2 separate regions of the Mus musculus genome follow, and region 1 is linked to region 2. A link is a contact called in public HiChIP or PLAC-seq data. All regions are on one chromosome and are shown on one strand. Each heading gives the region's core, a stretch centred on a gene start, on an enhancer-like site or on the middle of the called end of the contact. The rest is flanking DNA. Distances are from core to core; before and after follow the strand shown.

Evidence for each region. HiChIP or PLAC-seq counts read pairs in DNA pulled down with a chosen protein or histone mark.
Region 1: a contact with region 2 is called in an HNF4G HiChIP or PLAC-seq map of pancreatic cancer cells. The contact joins the enhancer-like site here to the promoter of Slc2a6 in region 2. A contact is called at or near these places in 18 of 39 promoter capture datasets (the 3T3-L1 cell line, 3T3-L1-derived adipocytes, the HPC-7 cell line and 10 more), 4 of 15 datasets of contacts at CTCF or cohesin (the NIH/3T3 cell line, embryonic stem cells and hippocampal excitatory neurons), 25 of 484 Hi-C or Micro-C datasets (B cells, CD4 T cells, the HL-1 cell line and 14 more), 38 of 115 datasets of contacts at active chromatin or transcription factors (the 230-238 cell line, the HPC-7 cell line, the NIH/3T3 cell line and 27 more) and 4 of 9 other capture datasets (adipose tissue, liver, macrophages and 1 more).

The regions. Positions count from the first base shown.
Region 1 is chr2:27,231,243-27,234,089 of GRCm38.p6, reverse strand. All of the region lies in intron 8 of Sardh (sarcosine dehydrogenase), which reads left to right. Among named protein-coding and RNA genes, the nearest start is that of Sardh, 15 kb to the left of the region's middle. Within about 2 kb of position 1,444, at least 112 of the 459 cell types and tissues checked have an H3K27ac peak or open chromatin away from gene starts, as enhancers often do. A contact at or near this core is called in the 230-238 cell line, B cells, the HPC-7 cell line and 7 more, where this site is marked.
Region 2 is chr2:27,026,645-27,029,354 of GRCm38.p6, reverse strand. It overlaps Slc2a6 (solute carrier family 2 (facilitated glucose transporter), member 6), which reads left to right and starts at 1,357. Exons shown (of 10, transcript NM_172659.2): 1 at 1,357-1,538; 2 at 2,052-2,214. The coding sequence starts at 1,450.

The sequences.
Region 1 (2,847 bases), core at 195-2,694, 200 kb before region 2:
AGACTCTAGATCCCATTCGTCCCCAGAACATGGGGTTTTTGTCTGTAAAATGGGAATGTGGGATCCTGTCACCATGTGAGACAGAATAAAGACAGGAATAAGGACTCTGTCTCTAGCAAAGTGGTCACCTGGTAAAGCTCCAACTCTGCCCCCACCCCAATTGTCATTTCCCTGGCCAGGGTCCCCAGCCACTGCTCTTGGGTAGCCAGAACTCTGTAGGGTTAGAGGTAAGCTGGGCATCGAGAGATACCTGGCCAGGGGGTTCCTCTGTGGTCTCCAGGAGGCTGAGAAGAAGGTGAGTTTAGCTCTCAGACCTTTCTCTTTAGCTTATTTACAGAGTAGCCACTGTTTACAGGGCACCCCAGGCTCCATCCCACAGTGAGGATCCTAGAAAGGAGGCAATGCTGGAAAGTAGTTCATCAGACCCTGCGCCTGATAATATAGTGTGAGTTTCAGGCAGTCACACACCCTTGGGATGAGTGTGGTGCAACGGCCCAGCAGCTCCACACGCCTAGGGCCTGTGTACTTTTTCTTGCTAAAGTCAATCCTTTTCTTGGGCAAGGGGTCCCAGCCTGGCAGGGGAGACACAGGTATGCCTAGAAGAAGGAACCTGTCTTAGTTATTTTACATATTACTGTGGCAAAATGCCCCAAAAGGGCAACTTAAGGTCAAGGATACAGTCCATCATGGCAGAGAAGCCCTGGACTGAGAGCTTGAGGCGGAGCTTCAGGTTGTATCACAGTCAGGAAGCAGAGAGATGGGTGATGGAGCTCAGTCTAGGACCCCTGCCCAGGGGATGGGGCTGTCCCCGTTTACCCTGTCATGGGCATGCCTTGGAGATAACCTAATGGAGATAAGTACTCTCGGTTGAGAGGCTAGCCGCCTGGGTAATTCTAGATCCTGCCAAGGTGAGGAGAAGCAGTATCAGCCATCACAGCGCCAGTCGGTGCTGGCTTGAGGTGGAAACTACACATGGCCAGGTAGAAATGTGGCCTCAGAAGAGTCTCAGTGGTGTGTGTCCTCCCTTTAATGGGGAGAACTTGAAAGCCAAGCTCAGAAAGATGCGGGATAGCCCAAAGGGTTAGGCTGAGCAGTCCTGGGAACCCCTGGACACCACAGTGTGTGACCTGGGAGGTAGAGACAGGACACTGCTCAGCAGAGGGAGCACGGGACTGAGAAGTCACAGGCCGTGCCAAGCTGGTAGCAAAGGTTTATGGATGAAAGGGGAATCAGGAGGCTAAGGGACTTTTATGGGGCAAAGTGGCCAGTCCACCTCGGGAGAGACAAAGGGTCCTAGATGGAGGGTGGTGTGGCCTTCTGGCGAGTCCAGCCCTCACTGTCTAGGCATGTTTGGAGACTACAGAGCAGCCAGCTCAGTCTGTAATACCGGGTGCAGTCCCAGGGAGACCAGATGGAATCAGTAGCTAGCCTCCACGAGCAGGCTAAGAGCACGCCTTATCTGGGATGTGGGCGAGGGCTGTGACTCATGTCCCTGCTCAGCCAGAGAGGGACCGATGGTGAGAAAAACAGGAAGAATCCCAGGGGGCATGAATGTCCCCAGCGGCTCTCTTTGTCTAATTAGCCTGGAAACTGTCACTCCCCCATGGGGCCCTATTTTGGGGAAGTGTGCTTGCAGAGACAACTTGAGTCTGGTCTCTTAACAGTGACTGTAGGTTTAGGGGTGGGGGTGGGTAGCTCTTCTCCTTGCCAGACAGCTCAGAGTCTTGGGCCTCTGGGTTTTAGAGATGTCCCAGTCCCAGACTCTGGGGAGGTTTAGGGCAGATAGAGCTCACTGGCTTAGGCTGAGAATTCAGAGCCAAGGTGCAAGAGAGCTTCTGGGAGTTTCTCAGACTTGCCTATGTCAAAAATCTAAAGGACTCTATACCCCACACTTGCCCCCAGCTCCCACAAATCTGCTCGGGATGCCACGGGACATGTGCAGGGCTGAACCTCGAGAGAAATGCCGAGCTCATTCTTGGCCAGTGCGTATAGTGTGGCAGCTCAGGAGACCCTCTGATTTGGCCTTTCACAGCCTGTATAAGGACCATTTCTTGTTGTCTAATATGATTGATGTCCAGCATTGGCCTTACATGTCTTTGAACTGAGATCCAGGGATGGGCCTTCCTGCGAAGTCTATCTCCACAGGAACGAGGGCTTGGTCCCTTGGTCCCTGCAACTTCCTACTATTTGAAAGCCTCTTTCCTCTCAGTCTGTCCGGTTACCCTCAGCTCAGACGCTCTGCCCATCAGCAGCTGAGGCTCTGAGCACCCTTTGAGGAGCAGGATAGGTGTGTTAGTTTTCTACCTGCAGGTGCTAAGGACCTGGCATTGGATCCGTGCACCTTTGCTGACTGACTGGAGACAGCTGAGCCCAGCCAGACAGCTTTCTCTTCTGTGATAAAGCATTGGGCAGTAACAGTTCATAGCATACAGGATTGTGGGGAGCATCTGGCTTACCTTGGGGTACTTTCTATGAGACAACCTCATTTTCGCTTATTTGACTGTTTGATTTCTGTCTTTCTTGCTGTTCGATCAGCTCTACTGGGTGGAATCTGTCTTGCGTAGAGCTTCCTCCCAGGGCCAAGCATATGATAGGTGGGGTACAGCTGTTTGTAGGTTCACCCAGCCCTGGAGAGTCAGTACTGGGATCCTGATTATTCAACAGAGGAAACAAAGGCACAGAGAGGCAGAGCGGCTTGCTTGAAGAGTTAAACAGATGAATTCATGACTATGGCTACAGTTTCCTCTGATCTCCGAGGCACCCTGATAGTAAAGAAAATGCATTCATTCATTCATTCATTCATTCAAGAGCACTTGGCTAGCCTCCATGCTAAGCCTGGGTACATGG
Region 2 (2,710 bases), core at 108-2,607:
GAAGGGGCCTGAAGAGATGGTTCAGCGGTTACAAGACCAGGTCCTATATGCTCTGGCTCCCATTACTATTTGGTGACTGACCGGCCTGTAACTCCAGCTCCTACAAGTCCATCATTTCAGCTTCAGGAGCACAGACTCACAGACAGACATAAAATTTAAAAATTATATATCTTAAGTTTTTCACATGTTTGGGTGTTTTGTCTGTACCACATAAAAGCTGATGCCAAAAGGCACCAATTGTCCTGGAAATGGAGGTAAGAGGAGGGTTGTGTGCCAACCCGTGGGGCTGGGAAATCAAACCTGAGTCCTTGCAAGAGCAGCCAGTGCTCTCAGGCTCCCAAAATTATGTATAACACACACACACACACACACACACACACACACACTCAGCTTGGATGTGAAGTGGAACACCACTCACTGAAAGTTCACCTCCCCACTAAGTAACAGACAGGCAAGGCAAACACAGGAAGGAAAGACGTCCAGCCAGGGTGGGTCGCAGCAGTTTTGTGGTCTCTACTGTCCTCTCTAGAAGTGTTTCTAAAGGGGAACTGAGACTTCTACAACACCCTTTACTGTTTTAATAGCCTGGTAACAAAGGGTCAGTTTATAAATGTGAACAGGAAGTAAGTCCACTCCTGTGACTGAAAAAGTCCAAAGACACAGATAGGCATCTTGATTGTGGCTTTTTCCACCTCCTAGAGAAGTTTCTGTTTCGTTTTTTTTGGTCATTTTATACCATTACTGGAATGATTTTGAACAGTGCAAGCTATTTGGACAACCAGGAAATCCCAGAGATCAGGAATGTAGCTCAGAGACAGATTGCTTGCTAGCAGAGAGAAGCCTTGGGGTTTGTCCACAGCTATGGGGTGAGACACCGCAGGGCACCTGCTGGAGTTACCCCTAATTGTTTCTGCTCCACCCTCCTCCTACTTACTGTACACACCCAAAGTAGTGATTCATTGGAGTCAACTAGGGTTAGGAGGCGAGAAGTGAAGTGGCAGGTGTAGAAGTGACATCTATGTGACGGGAGAGGGCACAGAACAGGGCCAAGCAAGGCAATAATAAAAAAATATATAATAATAACAATCCTCCGTGTGACCTTGGCAAGCTTACGACTCTCTGGGCTTCTCCTCCATAAAGCCAGACCCAGCCATGGAGCAGTCCACGCTCTTAGCCTGGCGAAAGGGTGCTCAGGCGGCCCTGCCCTAGAAGCGGGTTTCCCCGGCAGAATCCAGCGCCTCAAGGCGCACGCGATGGGACACGCCCGGGAGCCCGATCGCACCCTGCATCCGAGGCGTGCGGCTGTCTCATTGGACAGCACGGCTCTGCAGGGCCGCCCTGCAGCCAATCGCATCTGTAGGGCGGAGCTTCGCCTGCTGTGCTGAGGGCTCAGGCAGATGCTTTAGCTCTGCAGTGGAGTCCCGCTGTATCTGACCATCCGCGCTGGCCATGCAGGAACCCCTGCTAAGAACCGAGGGACTCGACTATGATACCTTCCCCGAGGTGCCCGCGACTCCTGGAGAGAGAGAACGAGCCGGGTGAGAGTCTCAGGGTGTGGGCATGGGAGGTTGGGATGGCCTTATCTCCAGCAGACGATACACATCTTGGGCCATTACTGACTTCTGGTGAGTGGCCACCAAGAGTCATCTGACTCTTTCTTACCGCATGCTCGCAAGTCCTATTTAAAGAACTGGACCACCATAAAGAAGAGAGCCTCCAAAGGAATACTGGGTGGGATCCCCACCTGCCACAGGGGGAGGACATGGGTCTTGCCTAAGATCACAGAACAAGCTTTGAGCATCACAACAGGAGGCAAAAACCACAATTTCTTTTCTGGAGAAAACGGGCACCAGCCCCAGCCGACAGCCTGGGGATTTCCCAGAGCTGCTGCTAAGGCCTGAAGACAACTTGACTGGCCCTGGACCCAGGCCTCTCCTGGTTATCTGCCGAGCTGGATGGTCATGGGCTCGGGGAAGGCAGCAGTCTGGGAACTCAGGGTCCATTTAAAGGACTTGTCCTTGGTCCTTTGGTTCTACCCCATCCCCCACCAGGGCCTTGAAAAACAGAAGGGTGTTCCTGGCTACCTTCGCCGCTGTGCTGGGCAATTTCAGCTTTGGGTATGCCTTGGTCTACACATCTCCAGTCATCCCTGAACTGAAGCTCTCTTCTGACCCAGCACTACACCTGGACAAAATCCAGGCATCCTGGTTTGGGGTGAGGCCTGTTCTCTAAATCAGATGGGGTAGTGGAGGGAGCATGGGCCCACTCAACCTGCTTACCACAGGGAACTAAAATCACCTAGCCTTGGAACCTCCCCTAGAGCACCGGTATCTCTCCCTAACACGCATTCCCGTCTGCTAGCGGTGATGGCAAGTGACATGAGGAAGTGACATCCTGCAGAGATGTGGGCCAGGGCTGAGGGGAAGATTTCCCAACCCCATACCCAAAGCCAGGCTGCCACAGCAGAGCTGACATCCTCCTGGGTGCCTGGAGGCAGTCACACCAGATGCTAGCGGGATGAGAGGTGCCATATGGACAAGGACAGAACGTGGCTAAACAGAGCCCAGGAGCCCAAGACTTTAACGTTAGAATGTCAGTAGACCCTGAGTTAGGACTGCGACTTGACAGCAAAGCTGGAAAGATTTGGGGTCTCCTGAGCATTTCAAATGGGGTGGGAATGTGCAAGGCGCACAGCACATGCTGAGCACAT